Regions from separate parts of the Mus musculus genome. Here all the other regions are linked to region 2. Evidence: chromatin contacts called from public Hi-C, HiCAR-type and promoter capture Hi-C data. All regions are on one chromosome and are shown on one strand. The core of a region is the stretch at or near the end of the contact, and the rest is flanking DNA. Distances in the headings are between cores, read along the strand shown.

Evidence for each region. Promoter capture Hi-C pulls out the DNA fragments that hold promoters and counts their contacts. A called contact is a pair of places that touch in the nucleus more often than the background predicts. HiCAR-type assays count read pairs that join an accessible place to other places.
Region 1: a promoter capture Hi-C map of the 3T3-L1 cell line shows a contact between it and region 2, with 4 times the contacts expected there. The contact joins the enhancer-like site here to the promoter of Hs6st2 in region 2. A contact is called at or near these places in 4 of 39 promoter capture datasets (the 3T3-L1 cell line, hippocampal neurons and liver) and 1 of 9 other capture datasets (adipose tissue).
Region 3: a contact with region 2 is called in a Hi-C map of LSK cells, with 7 times the contacts expected there. The contact joins the promoter of Rap2c here to the promoter of Hs6st2 in region 2. A contact is called at or near these places in 1 of 39 promoter capture datasets (embryonic stem cells), 2 of 484 Hi-C or Micro-C datasets (LSK cells and embryonic stem cells) and 1 of 115 datasets of contacts at active chromatin or transcription factors (epiblast stem cells).
Region 4: a HiCAR-type map of astrocytes shows a contact between it and region 2, with 5 times the contacts expected there. The contact joins the promoter of Gpc3 here to the promoter of Hs6st2 in region 2. A contact is called at or near these places in 2 of 39 promoter capture datasets (hippocampal neurons and liver) and 1 of 115 datasets of contacts at active chromatin or transcription factors (astrocytes).

The regions. Positions count from the first base shown.
Region 1 is chrX:52,319,554-52,322,253 of GRCm38.p6, forward strand. All of the region lies in intron 6 of Gpc3 (glypican 3), which reads right to left. Among named protein-coding and RNA genes, the nearest start is that of Mir6384, 57 kb to the right of the region's middle. Within about 2 kb of position 1,263, at least 6 of the 459 cell types and tissues checked have an H3K27ac peak or open chromatin away from gene starts, as enhancers often do.
Region 2 is chrX:51,680,257-51,683,000 of GRCm38.p6, forward strand. Hs6st2 (heparan sulfate 6-O-sulfotransferase 2) reads right to left here and starts at 1,346. Exons shown (of 5, transcript NM_001077202.2): 1 at 919-1,346; 2 at 1-152. The coding sequence starts at 1,346. Gm35727 (a long non-coding RNA gene) reads left to right here and starts at 1,501. Exons shown (of 3, transcript XR_391681.3): 1 at 1,501-1,621.
Region 3 is chrX:51,016,745-51,019,444 of GRCm38.p6, forward strand. It overlaps Rap2c (RAP2C, member of RAS oncogene family), which reads right to left and starts at 1,274. Exons shown (of 3, transcript NM_172413.2): 1 at 882-1,274. The coding sequence starts at 1,154.
Region 4 is chrX:52,612,688-52,615,393 of GRCm38.p6, forward strand. Gpc3 (glypican 3) reads right to left here and starts at 1,287. Exons shown (of 8, transcript NM_016697.3): 1 at 946-1,287. The coding sequence starts at 1,117. The region is part of intron 4 of A630012P03Rik (RIKEN cDNA A630012P03 gene); the gene reads left to right.

The DNA of each region.
Region 1 (2,700 bases), core at 13-2,512, 640 kb after region 2:
GGTAAAAACATACAGCAATAAAGGAATTTATCAAAATTTCCTTAACCACTTTTCAGCATCCAATGTTTGCATTATAGTTATGTCTGACTTCCCACACATAGTTATTCTCATCAAGTGTTTTCATATCACCTCACATTTTTTATCATTTCCTTTAGTAGGATTGCTAGATTAAAGAGAGTGTACTCCGAATCCATAGACAACCATGGAAATGAGAATAAAACTTGTATAAAAGTTATCTAAGATGCTTGTTGGAAATGAGGCTCCCTAGGCTGGGGATGTAGCTCAGTGGTAAGTTCCAGAGAGTTTGGTAGGTATGAGGTCCTAAGCTGGATTCATAACATCTCAAAGACAAAACACATCTGCATTTCTAAATACACCTGTCTTCCAGAGTCTTAATGTGACTAAACCCCAGATGAGGTACTTTTGTTATTTGTTTGTGTTTTTTTTGGGGGGGGGTCAGGTTCTAGAATGTTCTCAGGCTGGTCTCACACTTAAGAGTTCAAAGATATTCTCCTGCCTCAGCTTCCTAAGTAACTGAGATTTAAGGTTTATGTCACACTCTAATAAAGGTTTCACACTATTACCCTGCTTCTTAGAAACTCTCTGGAGCTGGCTTTGGACTTGAATGGTGCTAGCCAGATGTATGTGATTATTATTATTATGCTTGCTGGAATCCTTGTTATTACTCTTCAAACCAGTTTGTGAAGAGAGTAGAAGACAATGACATTTTTCTTTTTCCTGAGGTATGGCCATCATGACCTTTTGCCATCATAGTTAATAAAAATCCCCTTGTAAGGAGAATGAAAAGCCTCTTCTATAAAGGTGATTGACTTCATTTGATCAGAAAGGCAAACACTGAAAAGTAAGCATAGAAACGGGTACTCAGGTTCATGCAATAAAAGGAAACAAAACCCTGACATAATTATGTAAGAAAATTAGAATCAGGGTGCAGGAAAAAAAAACCAGGCTTTCTAGAATATATCAATTTCATATTCTTAAATACATATCCACAAAGGGGCACTACAACATGGGACAACACAATTTGGTCAACGTTCTTTTCATGCTTGGTTGACAAGAGAACAAAGATCTGAATAATATACTTCTTGTTCTTACAGGGATCAAATATGCTGCAATGAGGCCCATGGGAGAAACCCCTCTTGATCTGTCTACATGGTACAGACAATGCGCCTCTTGTTACTGTCCTGATTGTAAGGGCAAGAGTCTTATCAGCCTCACACTGAGCTGGGACTGAGCACATGTCCTCTCACATACTCACAAAGTCCTTTGGAATGCAGCCCTCGAATTTTTGCGGCAGGGAAGTCTGCCATTCCCAGTTTCTTCATCAAGGGAACACTCTGAGCCTCAGAGAGTATATAAGACCTTACTGGGTGATTGATAAAGATCTTAGTAAAAAAAAAAAATCATTAAGTCCTTAAGTCCCAAGTGCTCTAAGAAACGTACTAGTTAGGTAAAGACATCTATAACTGAGACTTTCAGTTACCCTTTTTTAATTCGGTTGCCTTGATTTCTGGTAACTTCCTACTCTATGACGTTCTCTTGGAGGCTAGGTGTTAACTACAACTTGATGGGAAAGACTTTTACTATTGGGTAGGAAAGTAAAGACAGGGCAATAAAAGTAGGTGTGGTGGTGCACGCCTTAATTCCAGCACCCTAGCAGAGAGAGGTGGGTAACTGGATCTCTGTGAGTTAGAGGCTTGCATGGTCTGCTTAGGGAGTTCCAGAGTAGCAGAGGCTTCATAGTGAGACCCCTGTTTCAAAAGTAAAACAAAACAAAACAAAACAAAACCAAGAAGGGGCAACAACGCTATGCTCTTAATAACACTGGATGCCCCTGTCTTGCTTTGCATCTACTGTGTCTTACATAACCAAACCATCTCATCATGAATGGGTTTGTTTTGATAGGCTTTGGACAGCCAGTTAGGATGGAATCAATAATGCCATTCCTGTTGCTATACAGCTAAGAGTTTTCTTGACTCTAATCACCTTAACATTTACAAAATAATAAAGAATAACTAACAAAATAGATACTGGAAATACGGGGTTTGATACATAGTTTGGGTATTGAGCTGATGTCTCTTTGGCTGCTCACATGTCTTCTAGGCAATTTTTGGGGGGAGGGGTGGGGAATCCAGGTTACATTTTAAAGCTATTAAGCTGGGCTCACAAAAACTGATTTGGAATTGTTTGGGTGCTTAGCTTTATACAACCTGCAAGGAATGTTTTGGGGGCATGGCTCTCCATGTCCACAGTAATGTAAACACATGCTTTACTGTTTGTCTTTGAGTAGCATAATCTAATGAGAAACAAATGTGGTAACTCCAATGAATCTTGGACTTTTTGGAATGCCAATACGATTTACACATTGTGTACATCCACGAGGCCTTGCATGTGACCCCCGCTTTGCATGCACACTTTCTTTGAACAAATGCACCAAACCACAGCCACAAGTAATTGGAAACAATTGGAAACTCTGCACTTTTGAGATGAAGCCAGAACCTCAAATGCACAAGGCTAGAATTAATGGCTATATATGTACTTTACACAGCGAGCAGGTCATGCTGCATAGCAGTTAAGAGTGTGAGCTTTGGAATATGACCAGCATGGATTTAAATCTCTACCCAGCCAGTTCACTACCTGTGTGATGCTGTATAAGTCACTCTTGCTGAGCTTCAGCTTTCT
Region 2 (2,744 bases), core at 96-2,595:
ACGGATCCGGCACCGGGGAGCTGAACGCCTGCAGGCGGAGGAGCTGGCATTCTGTGCCGGGGCACACGTATTGGAGGACGATCACCGCAAATAGGAAGAGCATCACCAAAGCCAGCAGCAGCTTGTTAGATTTCTCATCCATGTTCCCGACGCTGGGGGAAACCCAAGCTCGTTACGTCAATCCCGCAGCTTGGCCCGTGCTCGCCTCGCTCCCGCACCGCCCCCTCCCCGTGGCGCCACCGTTGCGCCCCTTTCCCCTCCCGTCCGTACCGAGTACTCCACCACGGCGGCGGCGGCGCCCTTCCCCGCTTCCTTCCTTCCCGGCAGGCTCAGCGCTGTGGCTTCTGCCGCACACCCCCCCTCACCCCGACTCCATCCCGCTGGCCGTTGGCCCCCTCCCCCGCGGAAAAACCCCGACCCACTCCGCGGCCGCAGGATCCCTCCGGTCCTGGTCTCTCTACTCCCTAACTCACGCCACCCCTCTTCAGGCGCTGGGTGCTTCCCGCTCTCCTCTCTCGAGCTCCCATCCCCATCCCGTTGGCCCGCGGGACTCTCTGGGGCCCCGGACCCCATTTCCCTCCTTGTGCGCGAGCTGCTGACCCTAAACCCGGGCTCCCTTGGCGCGCGTCCCGTTGCTCACCGGGTGGCCTCTAGAAGTGAGCTGGGGCTTCGGGGTTCCCCAGGGGGAGAAGGAAGGAGCCCGCGGGCTGCCTGACTTTGCAAGCAGAGGCAGCGCAGCCCTTTCCCGCGGAACAGCGGTCAGTTGCGCGCTCAACCCGTCTCGAGTCCCCCAGCCCCGCCACCACCGGCACCCTGGAACTTTGAGCCTTGCCCTCGCTCCCAACTGCCTTCCCTCCTCCCGCCGCCCGGGCTCACCCTGGACCCGGAGCGAAAGCCCCACGTTCGCTCACCACGTACCTGGCCAAGGGACCGAAAATCTTGGAGAAGATCGCACTGAGCACGTGCTTGAGCGAGTGGCCCACGGCTGCCAGGCCCCGAGTGAGCAGGGCCCGGCAGAGGGAGCCCAGGTCCCAGCGTCGCCTGAGGTCGTGCATCCGCCTGCGGCGGCCTCGAGGCAGCAGCGCGAAGAGCGGGGCGCGCAAGGCTCCCGCCAAGGAAGAAAATGCCTTTGGGGGCTTGTCCTGGAGCGGCGGGGAGTTGAATCCGAGAGACACACCCCTAGGAGGGCCGGCGCGGACTGAGGCGGCAACAGACCCGGGCCGGCTTGCTGCCAATTCGGCCTCTACTCTGGAATGCCGGCGGGGACAGGTGGTGCGGGCGGGCGCTCCTTGCTCCGGTTGCAGTGGCGGCCCGAGCGCCCGGGCTGCAAACGCAGGCAGTGCCATTCCCCCCTTCAGGCAACTCAGGGTACTAAGGATCAGGAGCGAGCCTGAATTTATATAATAATGCCTCGCGCCCAAGAGCCCCAGCCACTTCACAAGCAAAAGACCTGGGTTTTCTCCTGTGTTGGAGAACGGAGGTCACTCCAGAGAGCGCATCACTCCACTTTGGCTCATAATTTCAGCCTCCCTTAAAATAGCAAAGGCGCAAATTGGACCCTTTCCCTCTCTCTTTGCCAATTTCCATTCTGCAACGGAAGAGGGGGGTATTTTCTGAAAAGGTAAGTCAGCATGGCAATAAAGCATGACTAAAAAACCTTACACGGGGGATTTTTGAGCATTTTCAAAGCACTCTCACTCTAATTCCTGTCCCCTTATGAATCTCATGCACCAAGCCCACCGCCCTCAGAAAGATTTCACTCACTCACTACCGTTGATTGAATGGATGGATGTCTAACTACACACCACATCAGAGTCAGACCATCTTGCTCAAGGTGTTGTGGCATATGAAGAATCTGAAGCCCAGAGAGAATTAGATATGCACCCAAGGTCACACAGCACAGAACCGGGATTTATTCTCAGAAAACCAAGCACGATCCAACCTTTTAGTTTTTTCATAATTAGAACATGTCTCTAAATAAATATGTATGGGTTTATTATCAAGCCCAGTTGTCCAAGGGCTCTTTTCATCTGGGAAAACAGGGCTGCAGAGATTTAAGAAGGGATATTCCTTCAGAACAAGGCCCCTGGCAAGCTGGGTCGCAGACATTTCCTAGCTAATGAATGGGGGAATGTGCAGTGCATGAAGACACTGGAGTTTCCATTACTGAACATGCACTCCCAGCCTAACTGATGCACAAGATGTGTGGGTTAGCAGCAATGTTTCAAAGTAGTAGCACCGGTGGTGGTGGCCACTGGAAAAGGATGCTGTAAGCTGAGTGCTAGCTAGTATAGGGGTGTTTCTCTCCAGAACATTATCTCCCTTGCACAGTGGAGCAGCATGCAAAGCCTGATTCAGGAGCCCTTGGGATTATTCCACTTGCTTACAGAAACTATGGCAAAATAATTTGCCCTTCCTGAGGCTCAATTTCCTCTTCTGTCACATAAGACTAATAGTAATGCCTCCATTTTAACCAATTAGGCTAGTGTGAGGATAAAATGTAGAAACCTTTAGGCAACTCAAAATACTAGGTGATGTTTATCTGCAATGCTTCTTGCCTAGGTGTACCAAATGAGTGTGAGGCTAGTTAAAGAAGGGTTCTTGTCAGGCCATTTTTTTTTAACTGTCACCTAGCCCTTCTACTCAGAATCCCCAGTCCTAGCTGTACTTACCCATGCCCCAGGGAATCTACAGGGACACTAAAGGATTCTTTGTCTAGCTGCTGCAGGTGTCAATACTAGGTG
Region 3 (2,700 bases), core at 24-2,523, 660 kb before region 2:
TTTAAATGCAGAAAAAAAATCCGTTTCCTAAATCAATGGAGGTCAATATAACGGGTCAATATAAGGTCATTTATTTTCAAGGAATAAATAGCAACAATTAGTGCATCTCTTAAAATAACGTTAACTTCAGTCTAGTTCCCGGTGAGGGATGGAGGGATTTTCTGAAGCAACTGGACCAGATCCAGGTTGGCTACCCCACTGGGCTAAGAAATCTGCGTTCCCAGTCCCACATATTTTTCTGTAAGTATAGGCTACGATGGCAGAAACGATATGGCTCGACGGGAGAAAAGGAGAGTCATCCTTGCTTTCTGTGGGTTAGGAATCCTAGGTACTAGTCTTTTAGAGCAGCAACTTCCCCTTTCGGCTGCATTCCCCTAAGAAAAATGCCAAGAAAGCAGGCCTAGCCCGCATTTTGCACCACTGAGATTTAGGCTTCAAGCTGAGGACCTTAGGAGCTAGGAGAGCAGGGGGAAGGAAAAGCAGGCACACAGGTTTTAGCTCAGTGTACGAGAGAATGGACTTCAAACAATTTCGCCCAGCCCACCGTGCTCCGCACTTGAGGTTATCTACGGAAGGTTTTGTGAACACGTTAATCGATACTTGTTGAAGTGAATAAACAACTTCAGGTTGTACCGTAGGGCTAAAAATACTCAGGCTGACCTATTTCCTTTTCACTTTTCTTTTCCTTAAAAATAACTTTAAAATATTTGTCGATGTCTGTTACTTTAGCACTCTCTACAGAAACAATCCAGGGCTTTTCCATACCATGCCAAACTTTCAAAAGCCAAACACGCTCATTAACGCACAGCTCAAGCAAATGAGAAGTACATGTAGGATTACCACACCCCCTTCAAAGAAATTACAAGACTTGGTTTGATTACCTGAAAAGACTGTTGATTAACCAAACTATACACCAGGATGAAACCTTGGCCGTTCTTGATGTACAGATCTCTCATGGAGGCAAACTGCTCGGTTCCTGCGGTGTCCAGGATTTCCAGTACTGACGGGGAAGAGTCCACTTCGATCTCTTTGCGGTAGAAATCTTCAATGGTGGGGTCATATTTCTCAATGAAAGTCCCGGTGACAAACTGCACGGTGAGGGCAGATTTGCCAACCCCTCCGCTCCCTAACACCACTACCTTGTATTCCCTCATGAGTCTCACCTTCACCAACTCCTTACCCAAGGGGGGGAAAAAATAACACCCCGCTAGCTGCGCTGCGGCAAGGCCAGGCGGAAGGTGGGCGGAAATGTGCGAACTGGGGAGGAGAGTGCGGAGAGAGGCGGAGGGCCCGACCGGGGACGAGGAGGAAGTTCCAGGAGGGGGAGGGGAAAAGAGCCAAGTGTCGTCGGGTGGGTGGGGATGGGATGCTGATGCCCTTCCTATAGGAACCCAGGGCGGCCTGGGGGGCGTGGGGAGGAGGGCGCGCCGGCGAGCGTCCGAGCGACGGTTGGGGGGAGCCGCGGCGCACCCCCACGCGGGAAGGGGCGGGGGCCTGGCGGCCGGGGGCTGCCCGCCACCCCTCCCCCCCGCCCTGCGCGCACACACACACAAAGGGGCCCGGGGTCCCCGCTTCCTGCCGGCGCCGCTGCCTGCCGAGCCGGCCCGAAGCCTCCGGGCCCCGCCGCGCGCGCGCGCGCGCTCGCTCGCTCGCTATCGCTGGGGCGGGGTCTCTGGGCCCCCAGGGTCCCGCGGAGCTCGTGTGACCTGTAACGGGGGGGGGGGGGGAGGGGAACGGGGAAGAGGGAAGAAGGGGACGCGCGTTAGGTGTTGCCTGACCTCCACGCTGGCGCCCGCAGCCGCCACCTCTGCCGCCGCTTACCCTGCTGTCCTGGCCACACGCTCCCAGCCGCCCGGGAGGCTAAGTCAAGCCAAGGCCATGGCCACCGGGCCGCCCGGGCCCTGCTGCTAGCGGAAGGACGGGGAAGGGGCGGGGGCGGACCGGCGGCGGCGGTGGCGGCGGCGGTGGCCGCAGGGACTCCGGTTGAACCCACCTCTTTTTTTTTTTCCTCCCCTACCCCCCACCCCCCACCCCCCACCCCCAATATAAACCCGGAAGGGTTTCCCTGACACACTGGCTGAGGTGCCCCAATTCCCCGAGACTGGACGCGTTCACTTCCGGTGGGGAAAGTCCCACCTCTTCTTCGGGGCGAGCCGGGTGGCGCTAGGGCCGCGCCCTGCCGAGCGCCGAGAGAGCGAGCGAGCCGGGCCGCCCGGCCGGGTTACAGGTCGGGGCAATGGCCTTGAGAAAGGGCGCTTCGGGGAAACCTTCAGCTCCAGCCTTCACGCCCTGAGCGGTCGGCCATATGGCTCGACCCCGGGCCCGCCCAAGTCCCTAGGCTTCTAGGTGTCGAGCAGCTGCTTCTGAGGACCTGATTCCCTCCCTGGCCCGAGACCGCCAGCCAATAATCTAAGTGCTGAGAACACCAGATATCCCTCGGCTGGAAGTTACTGGGAAAATAAAACAGTTTAGGAAGTTAATTCTCTTAGCTATTATTTCTTTCCACTTGATATGTTTCCGAAGCAAAGTATGCAAAGGACCCTTAGAGTTGGTGTGGGCTCTTGATTTTTGAAGGTGCTGTTTTAGTCATGTATGGCACTCTGTACTTTATCAGTTGGCACATTTGCCTCACCTCCCTCAGCAAATATGAAACTTTAAAAAAATATATCACAAGGCTCAAAGGGATCAGCAGTGCAAGTA
Region 4 (2,706 bases), core at 37-2,536, 930 kb after region 2:
TAGCAACTTGCCCTGATTGGATTCTAAGGCAGGCGTTAAGCGCCCAACCGCTGGACAGTCAATCACACAAGGCAATTAATATTCATCTGTTGACAGCGGCAGCCCTGAGCTAAGGTTAAAATATGCCCCTACAAAATGATCTGATTGTGCAGAACAAAAGGCAGGCGCTCTGAAACTTTCCTCTGCCTAAAATCTTCTCCTCTTCGGGGTCCAGCCTGTCAAGGCAGATGAATTTGGGCGGGGGAGGAGTCAAATCCTTTTTGGATTCGTGCTCCGTAGGCCAAGCACCGCCGATTTTTAAAGAGATTTGCCAACCTAGATAAGGGAAGCTGTTTTGAAGGGAAAGGCTCAGTCTTGCACGTTTTGGAGGACCCTCCTACTCAAAAGTTTCCTTCACTGTGTCTTCTCTAGCCTCTGAGGATTCAAAGATTTGTGCTCAACTTTGCCTGCACTTGGGCCCGGCCAGCCTCGGGAACCCAGACTGGGGAACGGAAAGCATGGGGGGACACACGGTGGATAAAGTGTGGCCAGAACTACGGGTCCAGCTAAGGCAGACGTGCTAGTAAGGGAGATAAATTCCCGAGTCACAGTCTTCACGTTGTGAAGCCGGTTTGCTAAGAGCAGAGGGGAGCCAGCTCCCACCTTCCCGCCCTCCCCCCCCCAAAAAAAATGGGCGCTAGAAAGGCGATCTCTGCTGTTCCTCGCTCTGGCTTGCACAGTTCCTGACAGCAGCGTGAGCCCGGGGCATGTGGACAGAGTCCCATACTGTGCTTCCCTCCCTTGGTAGATGGTCCAGGCCCCAGGCACAGCAACCATTCCCAGGTATCCTGCAGCAGAGAGCACGGCCGCTGCGGCCCCACCAGGCTAGCGCGCTCTGGGAAGAGCCACCACGCGCGCCTTGGCTTTCCACTGTGCGCGGGGAATGCTCAAGGGACCCCTACTCACCTGGTACAGGGGTTTCTGGAACCCATTTGAGTCCGGGCTGCAGTCTCTGGAAGAAAGAACGGACCTGGTGACAGGTGGCGTCTGGAGGCGGCGGGGGCTGCGCCTGTCCCAGGCAGCCCAAGCCTAGCAGCATCGCCACCAGCAAGCACGCGGTGCGCACGGTCCCGGCCATCCTGCTTCTTGGGGGAGCGAGGAGAGCACGAGAGAGTGGCAATAAGAGCCGGAGCGGTCCCGAGACTCAGCAAGTCTGGCAGTAGCCCGACAGAGCAAGAGAGGAGCCGCTACCCAGCCGCCGCAAAAGTTTCCTCGCAGCTACCTGGGCGCTGGGCGAGGGCGGGAACAGCTTGGCGGTGCGGGGCGGCCCGGGGCGGAGCCTTGTGGGCGTGGCGAGGAGGGACGGGGCGGGGCGAGGCAAGGCGAGCCGCGCTGCCTGGAGGACGGCGTGGGGTCGTGTAGCTGCTGGCCTGCGGGATGCGGGGCGTGGCAAGGAGCTTAGCTGGGAGATTGGGTTTACCAAGGTGGCGGGCAAGCCTTGGTGGGAGAGGCGCGGGAAGAGGATAAGGAGCGTGTGCGGTGGCTCCCGGCAATCCTGCCCTGACACTCGCTCGCCGCTGCTCTACACTGGGCGCTCTGGCATAACTACTGCAGAGGGGCTGCAGGCTCAGGCACGCTGATTGGCTTCCCAGCAGCAGTCCCCTCTGACTGGCTCTGGGAGAAGTTCCCCAGCCTCACTCCTCCTTTCCGCCTCCCTTTGGCCTACAGCCGGGAGGGCTTTTCCTTTTCAGCCTTTGCAAGCTCTCCATCTTCCTTGGAGTGGAGTGGAGGTCTGCGGTTTAGGTACACACACACACACACACACACACACACACACACACACACACCCGACTCGACCCTAGGCCTTCTCCCACCCAGATCTGGCTCCTTCTGGCCACCAGAGCCCACACAAGGTTTCCTAAGCACAAAATCCCTCTCCTTGCTGTTTTCTGAGAAAGGTTTCTTGGGAACCCTTTCCCAATGCAGCTGTGGCCAAGCCCTCAAAGCCTACCCACAAATAGTCACGTTCCAGAGCGCTGGGGACCTCTGGATTTCACAGCCTGGCTCATCTTTGTACCTAAAAGGTCTGGAAGCCCGTGTAGCTTGCTGGGTCTCATTCAATAGAACCACACAAAGTAAATGTGTGCATGTGTGTGTGTGTGTGTGTGTGTGTGTGTGTGTGTGTGTGTGTGTGTGTGAATTTAGGCACTTGATCCTGATTCCTAGGTGAATCATATCATCTACAGGATAATCACGGGCGACCCTCATAAAGCAAAGTGTAGCTGGTGAGAGTAACTCATTCAGGAAATCATTTTACAGATGAAATTCATTAAGTCATGGTTAGTCTGTTTCATACCTGGAGTAGAGCCCTATTTAGAAGATTTCCTGGATGTCAATCCACGTTTCTTCTACTTAATTCTCACCAATGGAAAGACATTTCTTTGAGAATCAAATGCCCCTTTGAGAAGAAAAAGCATATAATCATTATCTATGCTCTACAGAAATTGAATCATTCCATCAGATTGGTTCTCTTTGTGACTCCACTCATGTGCACACGTAGACAACTTTAGCCCAGTGTCTTGTATGTAGTAGGAGCTCAGTATTTCTACAATTAATGAATTTGATATCTCGGTGTAAACTAGCTTGTTGTCTGATTGTGTTCTTTTTTTTAACTAGACAGAAGTATGCTTGGAGACATAGATAAACACAGCTGGAGGGGGGCTGTGT